Linked DNA regions of Sus scrofa: region 1 is linked to region 2. The links are chromatin contacts, called in public HiChIP or PLAC-seq maps. All regions are on one chromosome and are shown on one strand. The core of a region is the stretch at or near the end of the contact, and the rest is flanking DNA. Distances in the headings are between cores, read along the strand shown. Region 1 holds the start of ASPHD1 (aspartate beta-hydroxylase domain-containing protein 1). Region 2 holds the start of TAOK2 (serine/threonine-protein kinase TAO2).

The links. HiChIP or PLAC-seq counts read pairs in DNA pulled down with a chosen protein or histone mark.
Region 1: an H3K27ac HiChIP or PLAC-seq map of alveolar macrophages shows a contact between it and region 2. The contact joins the promoter of ASPHD1 here to the promoter of TAOK2 in region 2. A contact is called at or near these places in 5 of 47 Hi-C or Micro-C datasets (alveolar macrophages, embryonic fibroblasts, epiblast stem cells and 1 more) and 1 of 2 datasets of contacts at active chromatin or transcription factors (alveolar macrophages).

What each region holds. Positions count from the first base shown.
Region 1 is chr3:18,117,132-18,122,648 of Sscrofa11.1, forward strand. ASPHD1 (aspartate beta-hydroxylase domain-containing protein 1) reads left to right here and starts at 3,784. Exons shown (of 4, transcript XM_005655098.3): 1 at 3,784-4,498; 2 at 4,501-4,860. The coding sequence starts at 3,982. SEZ6L2 (seizure 6-like protein 2) reads right to left here and starts at 2,391. Exons shown (of 19, transcript XM_003354543.4): 1 at 1,815-2,391; 2 at 738-869; 3 at 1-51. The coding sequence starts at 1,893.
Region 2 is chr3:18,175,857-18,181,491 of Sscrofa11.1, forward strand. It overlaps TAOK2 (serine/threonine-protein kinase TAO2), which reads left to right and starts at 2,491. Exons shown (of 18, transcript XR_002342897.1): 1 at 2,491-3,457. TMEM219 (insulin-like growth factor-binding protein 3 receptor) reads left to right here. Exons shown (of 7, transcript XM_021088010.1): 6 at 538-707; 7 at 1,881-1,978. The coding sequence ends at 675.

The sequences.
Region 1 (5,517 bases), core at 2,534-5,033, 57 kb before region 2:
CAAGAGTCTGGCCGGCTGGAGGGGTGGCTAGTGTGGGGTCTGGATCAGATCCTGGGATAGTGCAACGGAAGTCAGGGAACAGGAGGAGCAAATTGGTGGGCCTTGGCTGGGGAGCAGGGCCGAGGGCACCTGGGAGTTCCCCCACTGAACCCAAAAGACCTCCCCCGCACCAGGCGCAGCCCCCGCCCTCTCCCTTCCCCATCCTAACGCCCCACTTCCTCCCAAGGCTCCACAGCCCAACCCGCTCCCCGCCCTGCAGCTTCTCTTCCCCTCCCAGCGTCTCCGGCCAGACCTTTCCATTCTGACGGAGCCTGGTCTCCCCATGCAGATCTGGCTCCCTCTCCTGGTTACCCCTTTCTCTCCCTCGTCTTTCTCTCATGCGCTCTCTGAACTCCTCTCTCTGTTTAGTATTCTTACGGCTCTCTGCTTCTGTGATTCTAGATGTACTGTCTCTGCATTTCTCTCTCTTTCTGTGTCTCCGTTCTACTCTATTTCTGATTCTGGTTCTCTGAGTTTCCATCCGTCTTTCTGATGGTCTGTTTTTTTCTCTCTGGCTCTGTCTCTTGATCATGCTATCTCAAATTCTCTGGTTCTCTGACTGTCTATACCCAGTTTTGATTCTCTCAAACCATCTCTCTCTGTCTCCCTCTGAATTTCACTGGCCTGGCTCCCCATCTCCCGGAGATAACATTTCTCCCTCTGCTTCTACGTTACTGCTGTCACTCTGGGGGCCTTACCGGGCAGGTAGCCCATCTCTGGACCCCTCCTCAGCAGGGCCCCGTGGAGCAGCTCCGCCAAGGCCTCAGAGGCTACTGTGGGGGTCTCGCTTCCAGGCTCCAGCAGTGCCTCCTCTTCCTTCAGGGGCAGACCTAGGAGATGAAGTTGTGTGAGCTCTTTCACTGCCCCACACTCCTTCCTTCTCCAGAAAGATCTTTTCCAGAGCTCTTCCTCCCTCCTCAGTCAGCTGGGCCTGCAGGAGCTCAGAGGGTCCCAGGCTGGGCTGAGAGCCAAGACTGGAGGAGGGGCTCCCAGCTGCCCATCACACTCCTACACCTTCCTCTCTCCCTTCTCCCCCAGGCTGAGTGGGCCTTCGGTGAGCACCTCAGCTCTGAGGAACCTTGGCTAACGTCAGCAGGGTGGAGAAGAGGCAGGGTGCTGCCCGCATTCTCCTCTCACTGGTGCTCTCCCCGCAACCCTGGGGCTCCGCAGAGGGTCTAGCAGCACCTCCCAACCCTTGCTTCCGCAGTGCCCAGCTTTCTCTTTGGGTTTCTGTCCCTGCAGTGTGGTTTCTCTCTCTCTCTCTTTCTTCCTTCCTCTCACCCTCCAGTCCTCCCTCCCTTTCCTTCTCTGCAGTCTCTGTCCCCTTCCCTGGAGTCTTGCTGGGGGGTCAGAGTGGGGGACTGAATATCTGGCCTCTGAGCATTGCCTCTGTTCATCTGTCTTTGTCCACACATCCAAGAACATTTGTATGTGCAGTGCCTGGCATCTTTCCCACACCTCTATCTCCCACCCAGCTACCCTGCCTGCTTCTGCTGCCTCCGCAGACACCCCCCCCCAACTTTCCCAGCCCCTTTTTCTGAATTGAATGCCTGAGACTCGGCTAAAAACTCCTGTCAGTCATTTTCCCACCTCCTCAATATAGGAGGTTAGGAGCTCCAGGCACAAGAGGAAAGCCTCGGCTGGCCCCTTCCGCGATGGCTGTGCCCCTCCCCTCCCCCAGGAGCTCAAAAGGCACAGGATGTTCAGAGAAAGGAAGGTAGGGGACCGTGCTGGGGGCCTTCTCGGGGCCCACCCCCATGCATCAATGTCCTTACCCTGAATCCAGGGACAGCTCAGCAGAAATAGGAACAGCAGCTGGGGAGGCGGTGGATGCTGGGCCCTGGGAGTCCCCATGGCGACTCACACCGATTTCTCTCTTCCGTGCCTCTCCTAAATAATCCAACTGTCACCTTTCGTCGGTCTCCTTTTATCTTTCCTATTAATTTCCCCCCCCCCCCCAGCAGTTAGCAAGGAAGACAATTTCTCTGCCCCTTGGAACGAAGGGGCAGAGCTGGCTGGGCTTGGAGCCCTCCCCTCTTTGCCCAGTCTCCTCTGTCCTCAGCTCTCGGGTCTGTAGGAGAGGGGGCGCGGCTCTGGCTGCAGGGGGTGGGGCCGGGAAGGGCGAAGGAGCCGGGTCGCCTGGGTCCTCTTGATCGAGCGCTTGGGTCCGCTGGGCTGGCTGGATTCTAAGCTGGGGGAGTGGGGAAAGGCAAAACAGCTTCCGGGGACCTAGGGTGGGGTCGAGTATAGGAAGGGTCCCTACTGTGCTCAAGTGAGGCTTGGCGGGGAGGGGAGGGGGTTGCAGAACCTGGAAAGCCGAGGCTTGGGCACTGGAGCTGCGGGAGGGAGAAGCTGAGAAAGGTGTCGTGCCCACGTCAGATCCTGGGGACGGGCGAAGGGAGGGGCCTGGGATTTATTTGGGGGCGGTGGGGGAGGAGGAGGGGGAGGAAGTGCAGATGGAAGAAGGAGGGACCACTAGAGCCAGGGTCGTAATCCTCACTCCCGCGGCCCCTAGGGGAGGGAAAGGAAACTCTGGTTCCAGCAGTAATTATACCCCTCCCCCAGCCATTCCAGCACATTTGGAATCTGAGTCTTCTCTTCACAGGGTACCGAGGGACAGCATAGCTGGGTTCGCGCCTGCTCAGCCCCCCAGTATGCCCCCGGCCCACTCCATGGGACGTGGCTTTCACAGAAGCTCATGTGGAATGGGTTTTCCCCTCCTCCAGAAGAATGGCAAGTTCCTACGTTTGTGAGAAACCTAAGGGGTGACAGGCTGGGATCTGGGGAGGGAAGACCCCTCTTCTAACGTACAACACGACCCCAGCCAGCCGCCTGGTGGCTTCAACTTTGATTTTTTTTTTTTTTTTTTCCTCCTGGTCTCATCTCAGGGCCTCTGGAGCACCCTTTTCAGCACCACAAGAGCGGACAGCTCTTCTCGGCCCGCCTGAGCGCGCCTGGAGCCCGGCGCAGTAGGCGATTGGCTGAAGCCGCCTTCATTATCTATCAGGCTCCCTCCCGGGGCTGGCTTTGTGAAGGCGAAGGGGGAGGTGGAATCACAGGCCGACTGGTCGAGGGATCGGCTGACCCACGGACAGGCCGCAGTGTCCCCCGTCTGCAGTCTGAGACCGCCAGCCTCGTCCATCGGTCGGCGCGCTTGCCCCGCCCCTTAGATTGCCCCGCCCCTCCACCAGCCCCGCCCCTTTTTCGCATTGCGGGGCGCTGGAGGTTGGCGTTGTGCCCCCTGAACCCCACGTGGCACCCGGTCCGGGCCGGGGGAGGCAAATCCGGAGACCACCCCACCCCCCGCCTTCAACCCGGCTGAGTTGCCGCGGCCACTGGGCGAGGGCGGGGGTAGCTAAGCTGAGAGGACTGTGGGGAGGGGTGACGTCAGGGTGAGTGGGAGCCAAGGAAGGAGCGAGTAGGAGAGAGAGCGAGCGAGGGAGAGGGAGAGGGAGAGAGAGAGAGAACCCGCGGGTCGGGTCGAGTGAGAAGCAAGGGCAAGAAGGAGAGGGGGTTGGAAGGAGAGAGAGAAGTCGCTGCGGAGGACGGCTGGTTGCGGGTTCCCGACGGCTGGTTGCGGGTTCCCGGGGCTGCGGGTCCAGGTGGGGTAGGAACTGCAGTCTAGGGGAGCTAGAAGGCAAGGGGGAGGGGGAGGGAAGGATAAAGCGAAGAGATAGGTGGGGGGGGTAGAGGGAGGAGAGAAGAGAGGGGGAGACAGTGGAGAAAGGAGACTGAGGGAGAGAGAGGAAACTACTGGGAGGAGAAAGTAGAGGAGAAAAGGGGCAAAAGAGAAAGAGGAAAGAGTTGGAAGGAGAAGGAAGAGATAGGAGGGGCGAGGACAGAGAGAAAGGGAAGGAGGGTTAAGGGGTACATGAAGGAAGGGAGAAAGAGGGAGCTACAAGGTGGAGAGAGGCCCTCAGAAGGAGAGAGAAGCAGGTGGGAATGTGGAAGGGAAACAGCCTAGCGGGTCACCAGGGAGCAGCCGTGGAGGGAACCGGTGGAGAACTGGGGGGACAGGGGAACTGGGGTCTGGAAGATGCCCCAGGTCTCTTGGCCAGGGCCTCTCTGCCCCTCATGCCCACATGGCCACTGCCTCTGGCCTCCTCTGCCCTCACCCTGCTCCTTGGCGCCCTCACTTCCCTGTTTCTCTGGTACTGCTACCGCCTGGGCTCCCAAGACTTGCAGGCCCTGGAGGCTGGGAGTCAGGCTAGGGCTGGCAGTGGTGGGCCTGGGGGGTGCTCTGAAGGTGGCAGGCCAAGCCCAGGGAGCTCTGGGGAGTCTGGGGAAGGACACAGGACAGAAGGCCTAGTGAGCCGTCGCCTTCGGGCCTACGCCAGGCGCTACTCTTGGGCTGGGATGGGTAGGGTGAGGCGGGCGGCTCAGGGGGGCCCAGGCCCTGGGGGAGGGCCAGGGGTCCTGGGCATTCAGCGCCCAGGCCTGCTTTTCCTGCCAGACCTGCCCTCAGCCCCTTTGTGCCACGGGATGCCCAGCGGCATGACGTGGAGCTCCTGGAGAGCAGCTTCCCTGCCATTTTGCGGGACTTTGGGGCTGTGAGCTGGGACTTCTCAGGGACTACCCCTCTGCCTCGGGGCTGGTCCCCACCACTGGCCCCTGGGTGCTACCAGCTCCTGCTGTACCAAGCAGGCCGGTGCCAACCCAGCAACTGCCGCCGGTGCCCTGGGGCCTATCGGGCACTGAGGGGGCTGCGAAGCTTTATGAGTGCCAACACCTTCGGCAATGCTGGCTTTTCTGTCCTCCTGCCTGGGGCCCGGCTTGAGGGCCGCTGTGGGCCCACCAATGCCCGGGTCAGATGCCATCTGGGTAAGTAGATGCTGCTTACAGACAACCTTCTTGCTGCCACAATTCCCCCTCCAGACTCTCCTTTTCTCTGCCACCTGATCTTTTACCCTGTTTCTGATCATGCCTTTCCTCTCAGAAATCTTCCATGACTCCCTGTTGTCTACAGTAGCATTTCCTGAGCCTCAGTGCTCTGCAAACCATCTTCATACGCTTTCCCAGAGTCATTTACCACCTGTCCTCTGTTTCTTCGTTTTCTCTCCTCGCCCCTCCCATTTTGTTTTACTTATTTTAAAAGGAATCTTTAGGAGTTCCCTGGTGGCCTACCAGTTAAGGACTTAGCGATGTCACTCTCGTGGCTCAGGTTAGATCCCTGATCTGGGAACTTCCGTATGCCAAAGGCACGGCCAAAATAACAACAAAATACCCTGCACACTGTAAATGTAGGAGCGATATGAATTGTTACTTCTTAAAGGAATCTTTATAGAATAACGATAATCAGGACTAATTACCTTAAAAAGAAATTATTCATAAAAACAAATTTAAATTTTAAAAAGCAAGCTTAAAAATTCTAGCAAAAATACTCCAGTCTGAGACTAAAGCCTCCACTCTCCTCCTTTAAAAAAGAGCAATTTTTTTTGTTCTTTGTTTTTAGGGTCTCACTGGTGGCATACGGAGGCT
Region 2 (5,635 bases), core at 1,241-3,740:
ACGTTCCTATCTCCTGATGTCATTATGAATGTTCAGTTTGATGCTTGGGCAATAAAGCAGTCTGTAAACCATTGAGACAAATGTGGAGTTCCTGTCGTGGCGCAGTGGTTAACGAATCCGACTAGGAACCATGAGGTTGCGGGTTCGGTCCCTGCCCTTGCTCAGTGGGTTAACGATCCGGCGTTGCCGTGAGCTGTGGTGTAGGTTGCAGACTCGGCTCGGATCCCGCGTTGCTGTGGCTCTGGTGTAGGCCGGTGTCAACAGCTCCGATTAGACCCCTAGCCTGGGAACCTCCATATGCCGCGGGAGCGGCCCAAGAAATAGCAACAACAACAACAAAAAAGACAAAAAAAAAAAAAAAAAAAAGACAAATGTTAGCCTGTATAAAAATAACATTTTCCTTTTAGTTGCTCCTCTCCCCCATGGAGGCTTCTCTCTATAGCCCTTAGGTTAGGGTATCTAAGATGTCTTTCCAAGGGAAGTTTCTCTACAGTGCCTCTCCATCATTCCTCCTCCCCTCCCTGTCCTCACCCCTAGGAGGAGCTGGCTCTGTGTGGCTCCAGGCTGCTGGTTTTGGGCTCGTTCCTGCTTCTCTTCTGTGGCCCTCTCTGCTGTCTCACTGCTCTGTGCTTCCCCCCGCGCCGGGAGTCCCACTGGTCTAGAACCCGGCTCTGAGGGCACTGGCCTAGTTCCTGTCTCGTTCTCAGGTAAGGTTCTTTGCCTCAGTCCTGTGGGAACAGGGTATGGGGCGGGGGTGGCAATTCTAACTGAGAAAGAGCCATTCCTAAACAATATGGTTTGGCTTTACTTATTTCTGTGCCTTATATGGGTGGACTCATATTCTTTTGTGACTGACTTCTTTTGGTTAAACATTCTGATTTTAAGATTCATCCATAGGTGTAGTTCTCATCCAGGCTTTTTGGCATCAGTGGTGAATGAAGAGGGTTCAAATTTGATATGTTCTGGATATGAATTAATGTTTGTTTTGCATTTGTCCTAAAATTCTGATACCCTGTTTTATGATGCAAATTTTGTAAAATTCATTTTGAACTGCTCAAAGGAATTGATTGATGATTCCATTTACTGGGCACATACTACGTGCCCAAGGACTTCACATGCATCTTCTCTTTTTCCATTAGCCATCATTCCATTTAGATAAAGTTGATTCTGCTAGCAGGGTCTTTGGAGGGAACACATCTTCCAAAGTGGGAGTGTGGGACATATTGGACTAGTTAGTGGGTCAGCTCATTATGGTTAAAATATATATATATATATCCTGTAAAAAAATCTCACCCTTTCAGGTGAGTCTCATATAATTTGAAAATGAGTCATATATTGTACACCCAGCTCCTAAACTGTTCTCAGCTTGCTGGCTGCTGTGCCTTAGGAAATAACTGCGAGAGAAGAAGAAACAGCACAGGCCCAGGGAATGGCTCTGACGAAAGGATTTAGACCCTCAAGACTTACCTAGTTTTCTTCTTTTTCCTTTTCCTTTTTTTTTGGGGGGGGGGGGCTCTGCCTGTGGCCTGTGGAAGTTCCCAGGCCCAGGTATCAAACCCATGCCACATCAGTGGCCCACACCGCTGCAGTGACAAAGTGGGATCCTTAACTTGCTGTGCCACAGGAATTCCGCGACCACCTACCTGGGATGGAGAAAGGCGGATCCCTCTCAGCCTTTCTTAGATCTGAGCAGACTGGAAAGGAAGAGTTTCTGACTCCTGGCAGATCCTGGGGTCCTGAGGCCATCTCAGTTGGCATAAGTGCCTGTACCTATCTCTAGTTGTCACTTCCTCTGCTCCTTCCTCAATTTCTACAGCCATCCCAGAGCTTCCTCCACGGGTCCTCTGACCTGCCCTGTTTTTTTATTTTGTTCTCTTCAGGTGTGAACTTCTTGGGTCTTCGTTCGGAGTTGGAAGAGATGTTACAAAAAGTGGAGAGCTGGAATGTGGGAGGAAATAAAAGGCTTTTTTTTTTGCCCAGCGTTTCCCAGGGTGTTCATTGGGAATTGGATTAAGGTGGGAGTTTTAGGGTAGAGGGGCTTGCGAGGTTTTGGCGGATTTTTCCTTGTTGACTCTCTAGTTTGGGATACAGGTCGGTATAGGGCATAGGTTACTGCAGCTCTCGGGTATGGTCATGGAAATGCTTTGACATAAGTGCAGTGTGACCTTGTGCACGTCATGCTGCAATGAAGAAATATGACAGAATTTTACCAGCAAAGATTCCTCGAACTTGGTAGCCCACGTCCCGGCTGGATAGTTACTAAGCAGGACAGTCCGTTTTCCCGCCTTTTCCGCGCCCAGCAGCAGTCTTCCCTTACCCCTCCCAACCTCTACCCTGCACGCAGGCGCAGATCGCAGCTTCTTATTTCCTGCCACCCGCGCCCCCTCAAAGCTTCCCCTAGCAACAAGCTCGGGCTCAGCGCTAAGGCGGGGCGGGCGCATGCGCCGCAGCCCTTTCCACCACCAGTTGTCGGACAGCGCGCTGGGCTCCTCCCCCTCCAAGACTGGCCCTTCTCCCGGCCTCCTCCCACCCGGGGTCCGCGTGGCGGGGCGCGCGCGCACTCTGGCTGGGTTACTGCCCAGCTCCCCGGCCGCAGCGGTAAGGGGAGGGGGCGGGACTATTCCCTTCTGAGCCCCGCCCCCTTGGCCCGGCGTCTCTACCGCGCCTGCGCGCTCCCGCCCGGTCTCCATCTTGGAATTGGGAGGAAGAGGGAGAGGGAGACCGGGACGAGACCGGGGCTGTGGTGCGGAGAGAAGCTGAGACTGAGAAGAGGAGAGGGAGAGAGGGCACGGGGACCGCCCTTAGCTACAATCTTTCCGCTATCCTCGGGAGAGAGAAGGGGAAAGGGAGGAGGCCGGGGCGGGAGTGGAGGCTGTCACCCTCGGACCCCGGCGTGAGAGGGGCCGTGCGGTCGACCGTCCTCGGGGTAGGCCCCCTGTCGGTGGCCGAAGACCTGGGGCTCAGTCCCTTCGGTCTCGAATTTCCGGGCTTGACCCCACGCTTCTCAAATATCCGGGTATCAGCCCCTCAGATTTCAGATATCCGGGACTCGGGTCCCAACCTCTCTAAACCTGGGGCTCTGTTTCATAGAATTTCAAATATCTGGTGTTCAGGATCCTGCGTGTACCAGTATCCGGGGTTCATTCCCCACTAGTTCAGATATCAGATTCAGCCTCCCCCCGTTCAAATATCTGGGGCTCAGACCCCACAATCAGAAATCCGGGATTCAGCAACTGTCGCCCTCGAGGAGGAGGAGGACTGGACCGCGAGGTCAGATCAGGTTGTCACCCCCTCCCCTCCACGGGAGGCTTCCCGGGCCCGCCCCTCAGGAAGGGCGAAAGCCGAGGAAGAGGTGGCAAGGGGAAAGGTCTCCTTGCCCCTCTCCCTGCTTGGCAGAGCCGCTGGAGGACCCCAGGAGGAGGCGGAGGCGCTGGGGCACCATAGTGACCCCTACCAGGTGAGACACGGGGTGCAGGGGCGCGGGTCCCTGTGTCTAGCTTGAGAAGAAAGGGTGCTTCTTTCTGGGAAGCTGGCCCTGGGTAGGCCCTGTCCTCAGGATGGGGAAGCCCAACGGGGCCAGTGGTCAGCCTCTGACTAGCCTTGCCTTTTGCTGCCACCCTCTTTCCCTTCCTCTTCCCTTCATTATTGCCTGGTTGCTGGGGGACCTCAGGTGACAGGGTCTCCGATGTCACCGGGGGTCATACCCTAGGGTGCTTGAGCTAATCGGATGGGTTTGTGCCCTTCTGGTCTCTCTGTTCACTTTGCCCCTCACTGCTACCCCTTCTCCATGATTGTAACCCTCTTTCCTTACTGCTCTGGGTTGTTGATTCCCATGCCTCTGATCCCTGTGGTGGGTCTGTTTATCTGTTTTTCAGGCATGGTCTGGTTGGGTTTCTTGTCCTTTCAAGGAAGTGTGTGAGTGCATTTGTATCTGGGGGTACCTGGCAATATTTCCCCCCAGCCTATTGTTACCTTCCAACCTCTTGCTGTGATGGTAGAAGTGAGCCCATTTGTCTGGCAATTTATTTCCAAAGTGCTTTATATCTCTTCTCTCATGTGACCTCTTCCCCTCCATTCATCTGGTGAGGGGCTCATTGATTGCTGTCTTCCCATTTTACAGTTGAGAACATTAAGGCCCAGAGAGGTTGCCCAAGGTCACACAGTGGCAGAATCAGAATTGGAACCCAAGCCCTTGATCAAGTCTTGCCCCCTCTGCGCCATACCCGTCTCTCGTTATCTCTTTTGTTCTGTGCTTGGGGTTAGCCAGGGGTGCAGAGGAGAATGAGTTGGGGTGAGATTTAAGAATGGAAGAGAGAGGAGCTACTTGAGGGCTATTCTCAGGAGCTTGTCCTGATGGGAAGTTCTGGCTTCTGCCTTTTGCTTCATGGATTTTTCTCTCTACTGTGACCTTCATCTTTTACCCTGATCCCAGTCTTTGGCCTGGGTTCCTGAGAGGGCTGCCTCTTCTGACAAATGACAGTGGTGTCTCTTTAACAGTTAAAGCCGAGCTGTAGGTAGGTAGGGTAGGATGATCCCCAAAGCATTAGAGCCTTGTTGGGTGACTCTGGAAGCAGAGAGAAAAATCCGTATACTGAGTGTCTGCATGGTGTTCCTCCCAAGTATGAGATCTCATTAAAAAATTCACAACAGCCCCACACTGTCATCCGTTTTACTGATGAGAAGACCAAGTGTAAGGAACTTACTCAGAGCCCTGTTGCTGTACTTTGTGGATGATATGCGCTGGTAGTGTAGCTTAGGACCGACAGACTTGGGTTTCCTCATCTGTAGAGTGGAGATAACATTGTCCATTTTAGAAGGTGGTTATGATTTAGCACAGACCTTGGTAACCACTCATATGTTTGTTATTTGATGCAGAGGCCCTGTGTGATGTTTCACTGGCATCCCTTACATGCGCTCTGGGGTCCTGGGTTGGCATTCTTGGCTGGGTGCTGATAAAGAGGTCAAGAAGATTCCTTTGGCAAGTTGTGAGCACCTGCCTTTGTGTGTGGGTGTGTGGTGGGGGTGAGGGGTGCTTAGCAGGGTTGCTGGCAGGAGAATGGAGAAAGGGGCCTGCTTTGAGGAGCTGAGAGCTGCTTAGGGCTGGGCTCAGGGCAATCAATCAATCTCAGGCTATTCTGAGCCCTCTGCACCCTGGGGGCCCACCAGAGAGTGAGGCTTGCTCCGTGCCCTCCAGCTTCCAGTTGGGCTGAGAAGACAAAATTAACAACACAACAGGAAACAATGCACAACAGAATATAATTACATGCTAAATTGTTAGGTGCTTTTAAGGAGCTAGAACTCTGCCCTGGGAGTCCAGCTCTGCTGAAAACTCTTTTGTGCCTAAATTCCAACAAGTACTTAGCCAGGAGCCTGGCCTGGAATCCCCTTGGGGGTCTTGGCTGTGAAGTACTGCTGGAGTTTTCAGCACATTTCTGGCTAGATGCTCTAGGAGCTCTCCCCAAGGGCACAGTAGTCTGGGGAGGCTTCCTGCAGGAGGGGATTGAGCTTGGAGTGAGTTATTGAGGGAGTAATGCCTGGTGAGGAGAAGGTCCTGTACTGTGACCTTGGGAAAGAAGTCCTTCCTTTCTATGCCTCAGTGATCTCATCTGTGAAATGAAGATCACGATCCTGCCCA